Regions from separate parts of the Sus scrofa genome. Here region 2 is linked to region 1. The links are chromatin contacts, called in public Hi-C maps. All regions are on one chromosome and are shown on one strand. The core of a region is the stretch at or near the end of the contact, and the rest is flanking DNA. Distances in the headings are between cores, read along the strand shown. Region 1 overlaps LOC106504205 (a long non-coding RNA gene). Region 2 overlaps LOC102164776.

Region 1 (5,771 bases), core at 1,617-4,116:
CTCAAATGCCCATCAGATCCATACACATTTCAATGATTGGCCCAAAGTCCCATAATAAATGATAAGGAATCCTTCAGATGACCAAAAAGTGGCACGAGAAAAAATGAAAGACATCCTAAACTGACTATGGGAGCATCTCCTATCATTTCTGCTGGCACACATTTTAAACGCTCAGCTACACAAGGATCCTGTAAGGCAGGTATCTCTTGAAAATGAGGGTCTCTACCTATCTACAAACAGTGGATATATTGCCAGCTGCACTTGGTTTTTGTGGCTAGAATCATGCAAACAACAGGCTGTACCGTGTTAGATATAACGGCAGTTCTGTAGAGAGCAAGGGGGGAGGGAAGGAGGGAGGGAGCTGAGGTTACAGGTTTCTTCCAAGTCGATGTTTTTAAAGGTAGCTTCTTTGTGCTCAACTCAGATATTGTGCTTTGTCTCTGACTGTGAGACCTGCAGAAGCAGGGCTGGATGCCAAGGAAAAGGAGAAGAAAAAGCACAAATGAGAAGGAGATGCAGAGAGAGGAAGAAGGGAGAGGGAAGAGAGGAAAGCAGAACAAATTGAGGCAAAAAGAGAAAGACCTACAATCATAGTGTTGGGTTTCCTGTAATACTTTTTTTTTTTTTCTTTTTCTTTTCTGTCATTATTGGGAAGGAGAAAGAGATGGTTGGCAGGGGCCAGAGACTAGGTTAGAATCTTTTTCAAATTTGGCTAATAGGGTGTTTGCACTAGACTGATGGAGAAAAAGAAACATGCTAGAATAATCATAAAGGGTGGAGCTGTCAAAAAAAATCTTTGACTCACTGGGTGCCTCCCTGTAACACCAAAATGAATCATTCCTAACGAGAAACATCAATTGTCTTAGCGTACTCCTACATGAGGTCCAGATTATGGGAATCAGATTGCACTCATCTTCAAGGAGGAAAGGTAGACAGAGAAGGAAATTTCCAGAGACCCTCCTAAACCTTTATATATTGGCAAGAATGGCTCAGCATGATTTTTCACATGCGAAGCTAGTCTGTCCCCATCTGTATGCACTCTGCTTACTAAGACATACAAATATGTAACTTATAAAAGTTTTGCTATGAACACATCATTTTCTCTATACAACTCAGCGATGTCTTTGGAGGATACTTATTTCAAGCAGTTAACACCTGACCCCAATTTCTGTGGGTAATTAGTGAGCTAGATAACCACACAAAGTGGGTAATTATTTAGTACCCAGGGGTACGCTAGAAGTGGGTAGTGGTTTTGTTAACAAAAGCACATCTCTAATTATTGTATCTATGATGGGTGTTTAAAAAATACCAGTTACTATATCAAGTGAGCCGTGATAAATAAGTGAACTATTTTGCTGTCCTTAGCGCAGATATATATATATATATATATATATATATATATATATATATATATGTTCTATCATGGTTAATAATATTTACTGCTCCTGGATAGAGTGTCATGAAGATTAACTAGTTAACATCTGTAAGACATTCAGAGATGAAATATGCTAAGGAGCTTCTAAATGCAGTATTATTATTGTTATTACTTTGTTGACTAATAATCCCAGGGTAGGGGAAGCTGAGGGAGATTTTGATTGGATGGAAAATATGCTGAGATCACAAATGTGATGAGTTTGATTACGGGGAGTGGTCTCTGACCTGACCGAGTCTAACACAGGCAGTGAGAAAAAAGACAGGTAGATGCTGTTGCCCTGACAGCCGCCTCAGGATGGATCAGAGGAGTGGGGTGAGAGGAGGAGGAGCAGAAGGCGGGAGTCGAGATGGGCTGGGAAGGAAGCTGAATCAGCGAGACCACACCCTTGTTCCGAAGTCTGTCTATCCTTGCCTTTGATGAGCAGCAAATAGGCACAAAACTCCCCAACGAAGACGTCCCTGCCAGTCCTGGGACAAATTCATCATAATTACAATCAATCAGCCAGTTATTTAGTGTTTATTCTGGAGAACCACCATCAGTACAATTTATTTTCACAAATGCAGACACAGTTCAAATATGACCATGTGGAGAAGAGGCGCACACAGATCAACTTCAGATATCTTTAACGCAGGCTATGAGAGGCGACGAAGGAGTGCTTTCTAATTCAATTGCTTTTATGACTCACCCCCAGGAGGGGAAGGAGATATATTATAAATTTTTGCTGAGGAAAAAAAGAGAGGGGAAAGAAAAGGAAAAAAAAAAAAAAAAGAAAAAGAAAGACCTATGCTTTCGGGGGTTCTAATTCTGAAGAGCAACCAAGCCTTGAAAACAAACAACAGCAAGAACTTACTGCTGCTTTCTCTGTGAACGTCCACCTCCTTGAGCCTGGTGTCTGGGGTCTGGCTGAGGCAGGACAGACAAGAGACTTCTGGGCTCCAAATCTTCAAGTAGGCTCACCACATTTTTTCTTTCAAAGCAAGGTTGTCTTGGGGATTAACCCCAGGAGTCTGGGAGATGTGAAGCATGGGGGGTGGTGAGGGAAGGTATGCAAAGATGCTGTACTCAGCCCAGTTCATGGTCTCTAGGGCATAGGAAAGGAAAGGGGCGCCGTAAGACAGCCAATAGGTACCACTGCTGAAACCCTTCCTGGAGAATGGCCTCTGAGACAGGTGCTGAAGCTGTGATCGGAGGCCTGTGGTGTGAGGACTGCATGTTCAGAGTTTGGGAGCAGAGGGAAATTTTCTCCAAAAGCCACCCAAGCCAGGCTTCTGACCTGAAGCCCAGTATTTGTCACCCCCTCTCTGAGCTCAGAACGACAAAAGCTGACTGGCATTCTCCAACCCGCCCAGCTCCTTTCAAACCCACAGACTGTGCCAGACTGGCCCCACCTCCCACTGCAGCAAATTCTCTAGGCCTGCTCCATGCTGAGCTGGAGGGAGCCAGATTTCCGCTTGAATTGCCCTACCTGGCCTTCCCCTCTGCCACTGCCCCAGCTCTTGGTTCTTGGCGGGGTTTCAAAGGCCCAATCAATGGCTTTCCCTCCCCCATCATTGTTTTTTAAACACCTCTAGTTCTCTCTGCCCTCAAGTTTTGTGCCTAAAATCTTTTTATGTCCTAGTTTCTCTCTCCTCTGGCCACCACCATGTCCTTTTTGGGGGGCCCTCTCATTGGACATTTTTTTTCCATATCAAAATATAGTCCTATCTCATGTCTTGGATTGAAAATTCAAAAGCTGCCGCTGGTGTCTCCCCCAGTACCACCCTTTTCTATCCACGTTTACACAGCCAGCGATCCTGGTCATCGCAGGGCACTTCCTGAAAACGCACCTAAAAAGAGCTGAAGCCAGGAGTTCCTGTTGTGGCTCAAGTGTTAATGAACCTGACTTGTATCCATGAGGACAAGGGTTTGATGCCTGGCCTTGCTCAGTGGGTTAAGGATCCGACATTGCCATGAGCTGTGGTGTATAGGTCACAGCTCAGATCCCACATTGCTGTGGCTGTGGTGTAGGCTGGCAGCTACAGCTCCAATTAGATCCCTAGCCTGGGAACCTCCATATGCCTCGGGTGTGGCCCTAATACTAATACTGCGGCCCTCAGTATTTTATGGATGCAAAGAATGAGGTTTGGAGTAGCTAGACTTGCCAGGCTCATGAGTGACACAGCTAGGATTTGAATGTAGGTCTGACACCATAAGCCTGGTGTTTTCATCATTCTTTTCTTTCATTGCTTGGCTCAGTGTAAACGATACTTTCTGTAGTGAGTCCTCGCCAACTAGTCAAGTTTCTCCTTCTTTGTATTTTGCATAGCACCCTATACTTTCGCTCAGCATTTATTCCTTTTTTTCACCTAAATTCATTTTATCCAATAAATATTTACTGAGTCCTTGACGATATGTCAGGCCTTATAGTAAGTGGTGTGACTTCCTTAGTGAGAGGATAGAAGATGCTGTGGTACTGGCCCTAATTAAATATTATGCTGTCTCCACCTCCAAACTCTAAGGCGAATGAAGACAAAGGCTTTGTTGTGGTAACTTTTCTATTCCCAGTACCCAGCACAGCGCCTGGCACATGGCAGGAGCTCACCAAGGAGATTTGAAATTAACTTTTACACTAATGTAAGTGGGATCTTGATAGTAACTTTTGGAGAGAGTGGGATTCATGTCAAAATAACCCTTGAAATAATACTCAGTAAAATGCCACATAAAAGTAGCATTTAATAAATGGTCAATTGCAGCCCATTGTCCATGACTATACCGGGTGAAGGTCCCACCTATACTCATGTTTTGTGTTTCTGAAAAATAGCCAATTGGTTTGTTTTGTCCATTCTAAGAGTTCCAAAGGTGTTTCATTTCTGTTTGAAGCCAGAAGAACTCTGAAATCTCACTGCTCTGGGGATTAGGAGGTAACATCAAGTGATTACATATCCAGGGTAACATGGCCATGAACTGTTCTGAGCTATGTGCAGGGAGAGAGGGCTCTTACACTCTAGAGGGTATGGGAAAGTCCAGATCTGAGATAAGCAACCCAGCTCAGATGCCCTCATTTCAGAAAAGGAGGTTGAGAAGCTAGAAGTAGTCCACGACCATTTGACCTAAAGGCTCCAGGGTTTCATAACATCTTCTAATAAAAAGATAATTCCTTCTTTTGCCTCAGGAAAGACTAGTGAAGTAGGTAGAAGTGGTGTCCCAGGTGGGCCAGCTTCTATGCTGGTCCTCATCCGAGGCAAGGGGAATAGGATGGCATGCAATCTGTCCTTTGACATGCATGTCCTGAGCTTAGACACCACCACTGAATTCGGTCCCAAATATGGGATGGTCTTCACTAGGCTGGAGTAATTCCAATTATATCAGCTCAGAACACAGTTTCTAAAGATGCATCCTTCGGGGCTGGTGTACCCCTCATGAGAAAGCCGGATGGTAAGAGTCTGTCTCCTCCAGCCCATAAACTCTAAATGTGCTTTAGACATGAACTAACTTTTCTTGGCAAGAGTCCCTCATCAAGTGACAAAAATACTCCTTGCTGTTCTTCCTAGGAAGACGAGGAAGAGGAAGCTGCGTTACAAGTTTGGTTAGCAATGCCCCTTTCCTAAAGCAATGAGACTTTGACCCACTCGGGAGCAGTGTCTGGTACAGGCAATCTGTAGTTCAAGTGGTCTCAAAAGGAGTATTCTTGCAGATTTTATACCTCAAACCCACACCAGCTCCAAGTATCTCAGGCTGAGGAATGTCAAGCCAACTACTTAGATTTTGGCCTCATGAAAAATTTTTTTTTTCTTTTTTGCTTTCCTTTGGCCTTTTAGGGGAAATCAATGGCAAGATAATCTTTCAGTACATATATTTAATAATATGTTTTGATATGAATATGTAAAATAATTCTGCTCCCTTCTTTATGCCTCATCAGGTGAATTTCAGAAGACTTTTTCTGGCTTCTAGCTTAACTCCCTAGAAGGGCTGTAGTTTAGCTGATGGACTCATATGGTTTGTGAAATTCTCTGAAAGGTAATCTACCATCCAGTGCCTTGAAGCCTGACTCAACCAATCTTTAGGAAGTACAATTCAGCAGCCTTTCCGACCTAGGAAGGTAAAAGAGAAAATCTTTCATTCCTGTTTAATAGTGGGTAAAATAAGAGACAGAGAGAGAAAACACCAAGGTCCTTCTAAAAGCTGAGATCCCCATTACCTGTGCACTAAGAGAAATGAACCCCACATTATAAAGATCGTTACTCCTGGATGATGTGTATCATCTAAAAGCAAAGTTCTGTTTTGGTCTAGATTCCCTACTATTCAGTCACCAGGTTTAGGCTAGCAAGCAGAGGCATATTTCCATCCCAGGGACTTT
Region 2 (5,771 bases), core at 1,465-3,964, 75 kb after region 1:
TTAGCCCACTGGCGAGGCCAGGGATCGAACCTGCATCCTCATGGATACTAGTCAGGTTCATTACTGCTGAGCCACAACTGGATTGTCTCTCTTTTTTTAATCATATAGGTGTTTCCAATCTCTGATGGAGTGTATGACCTAATCATAAATAAAAATGGCAAGAACTCCTACTGAAAGCTGCTTAAGAACTGTAGCCAGTATCTACAAAGTGTCAAAATGACCACTCTGACAAGGTGGTAGAGATCAGCCGTACTGTCGAAGAGCAAGAGATGACCGGAGAAGAGTTCTCATGGAAATACTCTACCCACATTCACCAACTGAAAAAAATGCCATAGACATTCACGCACATTGAATTGGCAAATAAAATTTCGATACAAATACCCCTAATTTTAATAAACATGAAGGCTACTAGAGCAACAAAGAATGACTGTGCTTGCCACAGAGGCATTTTCCAGGGAGCGTCCCGACTTGAAAAGACATGACATCTCTATTCAAAAACCTCAGTCAATTCAGTTCATTTAGAAAAACTCCTCAAATGAAACATTTACTGCATGCTTTTCAGATTGTGTTTGGTTTTGTTTTAGTTTCTGAATAAATATAGACACATATATGTGGGCTTTGTTTTCTTCTGCATCATTTTTGATATTTGATGAGATAATGTTGGTGCTTCCCTCACGGAGAAAACTGAAACAATCAAAAGGGATTTTACAAAGGGTCTCAAAGCTACACTTACGATCCCCAGCGGCATTACCACCCCAAACACGCCTGTTCCTATAAAGGAAAATATCTGATTTCCCTGATGCCAAAACTCCACCTGGATACTAGATGTTGTCACTATTTGCTGACCCAATGAAATTGCTTGTGGGATCTTCCCTATCCTTCCTAAAACATTAATCTGCCTGTCCCTCTTGACTGGATCACGTCCATCAGCAGACAACCCTATTGCTATTTCTCGAACCCCAGACAAACACAAACACCACCACTGCCAACACACGCTTACCGGGACCCCAGTTTTGTCACCTGTTTCCTTCTCATTTCTTTGCTTCCTTTTGCAGAAACTTCGAGAGTTGTCTTTCCTCGCTCTTTCTTCTACTATCATTCTATCTTAAGCTATTCTGATCAGACTTTAACCATCGACCACCCCCCAGATATATTCTTATTAGAGTTACCAATGATCTCTAGTTGTGAAATTCAATAGAAAATTTTCAGTTTTCCTCTTAATCAATCAGCAGCATTTGACACTATTTTCCCCTTCCCATCTGACTCTTGAGGGTTTTAATTTTTTTTTCTTTTTTTTGGTTAAAATCTTTTTTTTTTTTTCTTTTTAGGGCCGCACATGCAGCATATGGAAGTTCCCAGGCTAGGGGATGAATCCAAGCTACAGCTGCCAGCCTACACACAGCCACAGCAATGCAGGACCTGAGCTGATTCTGTGACCTACCCTGCAGTCTGTAGTAACACTGGATCCTTAACCCACTAAAGCCACATTGATGGTACTAGGTGGGGGCCTAAACCTGCTGAGCCACAATGGGAACTCCTGTTTCTGGGTTCTGAAGACACTGCACCCTCCTAGTTTTTCTCCTACTTGGATGGTCACTCCGTCTTGGCCTCTCCTTGACAGTTTCCTCTACTTCTTGACCTCTTAGTGCTGGAAACCCCCAGGGTTGAGTTCAGTTTCTCTTTCTACTTTATCCAAACTTACTCACTTGATCATCTCCTTCAGCCTTACAACTTTCACTATCCATATGCTGATGACACCATCTTTTAGGCTCAGATATATCCAACAGATTCTCATAAGTCCTACCTATGGATGATCAGCAATGACCCTACATCTCCCATCAAGGGTCTAACAGTCATCTCAAACTCGGTATGTCCAATATTCCTCACAAGCTTACTCTTCCTATAGCCTTTCACATCTCAAACGACAGCAATCTCATCTTTGTAGCTTCTCACACCAAAACCTTGAGTCCTTTTTCTTTAGCATTCTTTATCCAATCTATCATGAACTCCTATTGAACTTTACTTTCAAGGTATATGCAGCACTGAACTACTTCTCACCACCTCTACTGATCAACCCATGGTCCAAACTACATCATCACTTGCTTGGGCTACCAGCACAATCTCAAACTAGCCTCTTAACTTCTGTCCTGGCCCTACTCAGTATATTCTAAACACAACATCCAAAGAGGTATTTTTTTTTAGAAAGCCAATATTTTGCCATAACTCCCATTTCACTCAGATTAAAACCATTCTCTTATAGTTCCCATTGTGGCTCAGTGGTTTTGACCCCAGCTACAATCTCTGAGGATGCAGGTTCAATCCCTGGCTTTGCTCAGTGGGTTAAGGATCCAGTGTTGCTATGAACCATGGTGTAGACTGCAGACATGGCTTGAATCCTGTGTTGCTGTGGCTGTGGTGTAGGCTGGCAGCTGCAGCTCCGATTCAACCCCTAGCCTGGGAACTTCCATATGCTGCAGGTGCAGCCCTAAAAAGCAAAAAAGAATAAAACCAATCCCTTCTTTGGTTGACACGGTCAACAAAGAATAAAACCAATCCCTTCTGAGGTTGACACGGTCTTGATCTTGCCTCTATGTGCCTCTCCAATATACTACTCCTCCCCCTTTCACACATTTTGCTGCGGTCCTATTGTCCTCTTTGCTCTTTAAATACACGAGGCATGTTCCTGCCCTTTGGCCTTTGCACAGGCTGTCCTCTCTGCCTGTGACACACCTCCTGATACATGCTTAAAGCCCTATCTGTCTCAGGTCTCTGCTCAAACAGCAGCCTTATTTACAATTGCAAGAACAAACAAAACCCTCCCCTGCAGGCCCCTAAAGTTGTGAACCTCATTACCCTGCTTTATTTTCCTCCTTTCCACAGCATCTACTACAAGGAATATAACATATTGCTTCATGTATTATGTTTACTGTCTCTGCTAGAATGTAGGCTCTGCGAGGGCAGGAATTTGAGTATATCTGGGTCATGTCTTTCCCTAAAGGCCTAGAATAATGCTTGGCATATGAAGTCACTCAATGTGTGTAGAATTATATTAAATTGAATGAAATAGGCTTCCGGGGGAAAAAAATGAATTGATAACTTTGTGCTTATAGGAAATAAGGGCTCAACTTAAAAAGGCCTGATACAGAATTATTGTCTATGATCCAATTATTCCCTAAAGCAAGAGGAGAAGACACTTGAATATGTGGTCCATTTTCTGGGAAAGAGAATATGGAACCAAAAATCACACCCTGGGGAAAAAAATGGAAACATATCTTCTATTGCTTTTAAAGATTCAGTCAGTATACAGAGGACATGAGGAGGAGTTTGGAAAAGGCCACAGTCATGTGTTCTACAAAGTCAAGAAGGCGCTGGAAGTTTAACTTTTTAAAGAACTATCTGGCTTTCTTTCTTTTAATTTTATTGGATTATAGTTGGCTTAACAATGTGTCAATTTTGGGGTTATAGCAAAGTGAATCACTTATACATATATCCATTCTTCCTCAGATTCTTTTCCCATATAGGTTATTGTAAAATATTGTGTAGATTGTCCTGCACTATACAGTAGGTCCTTGTAGATTGTCTGTTTTATACACAGTAGTGTGTATATGTTAATCCCAAACTAATTCATCCTTTCCCCTTTGGTAACTAAGTTTGATTTCAAAAATCTGTGAGTCTGCTTCTGTTTTGTAAATAAGTTCTTTTTTGTATCATCTTTATTAGATTCCATGTGTATGTGATATACATGATATTTGTCTTTATCTGACTGGCTTCACTTAGTATGGTAATCTCTAGGTCCATCCGTGTTGCTATAAATGGCATTATTTCATTCTTCTTTATGACTTTCCTTCCCCCAGTATTCATCATAGCGCTATACAGACACCCTTGAGGTCTGTCTGTGATTTGCGCCATTGATGGCTTAGCTAAGTCTCATTTTATTAAAGTAGTCTCAAAAAAGAGGAGCAGTGTGTATATGCTAATCCCACGGAATATTTATTTTTACTCGCTTTGGCAATCGTAAGGGAGATCAGGTAACAGTGTTCTCAGTGTGTGGTCCTTGGACCCGCAGCTTTAGCAACACCAGGAAACTTGTCATAATTGGGAATTCTTGGGACCCATCCCACCCAAATCTACTTCATTAGAAATGCTGAAGATAGTATTCAGCTGTCCATGATTTAACAAGTCCTCTGGGTGATTCTGATGCCTACTTAGTGGTGGGCATTTTGGCTGAAGAGATATTAAGAAAACGAAATCAGAGAAATCATCAGTATTGTTCATTTTCAAGTTTACAATGTCTTTTTCTAAAACTTTTTTTATGGCTGCATCTGCGGCATATGGAAGTTCCTGGGCTAGGGGTTGAATAGGAGCTGCAGCTGCCGGCCTACGCCATAGCAACGCTGGATACAAGCCGCATCTGTGACCGATGCTGCATCTTGCAGCAACATTAGATCCTTAACACAGTGAGCAAGGCCAGGGATTGAACTGGAAACCTCATGGATACTAGTCAGGTTCTTAACCTACTGAGCCACAATGGGAACTCCACGATTAAAAAAAAAAAAAAAAAAAAGCAACATTAAAATACAGATCATCTTCACTAATAAATGCAATAAACTCCTAAGTCATCCAGGACCCAACACTAACATTTACGAAATACTCTTTCTGGGTATTCTGCCTCAGATTAATGAGAAAGTGGCAGACTACTCACATATTCCAGGAGCCTTATTTAATGATTTCGCAATGCTCGGAGCTGTTGGCTCTTGGCTCTTCCCATTAAGATTTATGAACCCAGATTGCAGCAAACCATTTTTCAAATTATCTTCAAGTTGACAATTCCATTTCAACAATAAAGATGATCACAATAGAATGTGAATTAAGGGGAAAAATAGATATTGAGGGTTGTAGAAATTTGTCAAAAATGACATACTAATTACATACAGTAACCCACAAGTAGGTCACCAAGAGTTCCTTTGCATTGATTATTTGCTTGATACAGGATTATGACACAAAGACCATCAGTTTGTATTTATTTAAAGAAAAGAACTCCACCTGATCTGTGAAGTTCAAAACCAATATTCTGTAAAGCCCAACTTCTTGTAACTTTCATATTCTCATTGGGTGTTTAAGAGTAGCTAAGAACCCGATTTTAGAAAAGATATAACAAATCTAGTAACCTCTCCGAGGGCACATTGTTATGGACAAAGTCAAGATTGAGTCTCAGGTTTCTTGGGTTTTCTTACAGACGCCAATTCAGTATAAGAAATACATGTTAAGCACCTGCTCTGTGACAGACTATGAATTTGGGGATGGGGCTATAAAAATTTCTGACACTGTCCCTGTTTTTAAAGAGCTTGATGCAAGAGACCCTTTTATGCATTTCCCTGATTATTTAACATCCACCTTTAAGTTCTAGGAAAGTCACTGAAACAAATGGTAAAGATGGTCGATCTCAGCGCTACAGAAATCTTGGGAATTCCTGCCATGGCTTATCGGAAACAAACCCAACTAGTATCCATGAGGATGCGGCTCGGATCTGGACAAGCAAGGATTGCATCATGAGGTGTTCAAGTTCCTTGCGCTGACCACACACCATCCAATCAAGGCACCGTGTACATCTTGTTGATGAAGAGTTTCAAAGCGCCTGTCATAGCCTATTAATATTCCATGCCCCAGAACAAAATGTGGAGAAGCTATGTGAAAAACAACGATAAGCTTGCAGAAAGGCAGTGGGACCTGGAGCTCTAGGCTGGAGAAGACTAAAAGCTAGCTACGAACAA

What was found. A called contact is a pair of places that touch in the nucleus more often than the background predicts.
Region 2: a Hi-C map of liver shows a contact between it and region 1, with 2.8 times the contacts expected there. The contact joins two enhancer-like sites. A contact is called at or near these places in 15 of 47 Hi-C or Micro-C datasets (adipocytes, brain, embryonic fibroblasts and 9 more) and 1 of 2 datasets of contacts at active chromatin or transcription factors (skeletal muscle).

The regions. Positions count from the first base shown.
Region 1 is chr9:49,112,490-49,118,260 of Sscrofa11.1, forward strand. LOC106504205 (a long non-coding RNA gene) reads right to left here. Exons shown (of 2, transcript XR_002335697.1): 1 at 1-5,771. Among named protein-coding and RNA genes, the nearest start is that of MIR125B-1, 5.9 kb to the left of the region's middle. Within about 2 kb of position 2,867, at least 11 of the 83 cell types and tissues checked have an H3K27ac peak or open chromatin away from gene starts, as enhancers often do. A contact at or near this core is called in liver, where this site is marked.
Region 2 is chr9:49,187,302-49,193,072 of Sscrofa11.1, forward strand. The region is part of intron 4 of LOC102164776; the gene reads right to left. Among named protein-coding and RNA genes, the nearest start is that of MIR100, 32 kb to the left of the region's middle. Within about 2 kb of position 2,715, at least 4 of the 83 cell types and tissues checked have an H3K27ac peak or open chromatin away from gene starts, as enhancers often do. A contact at or near this core is called in liver, where this site is marked.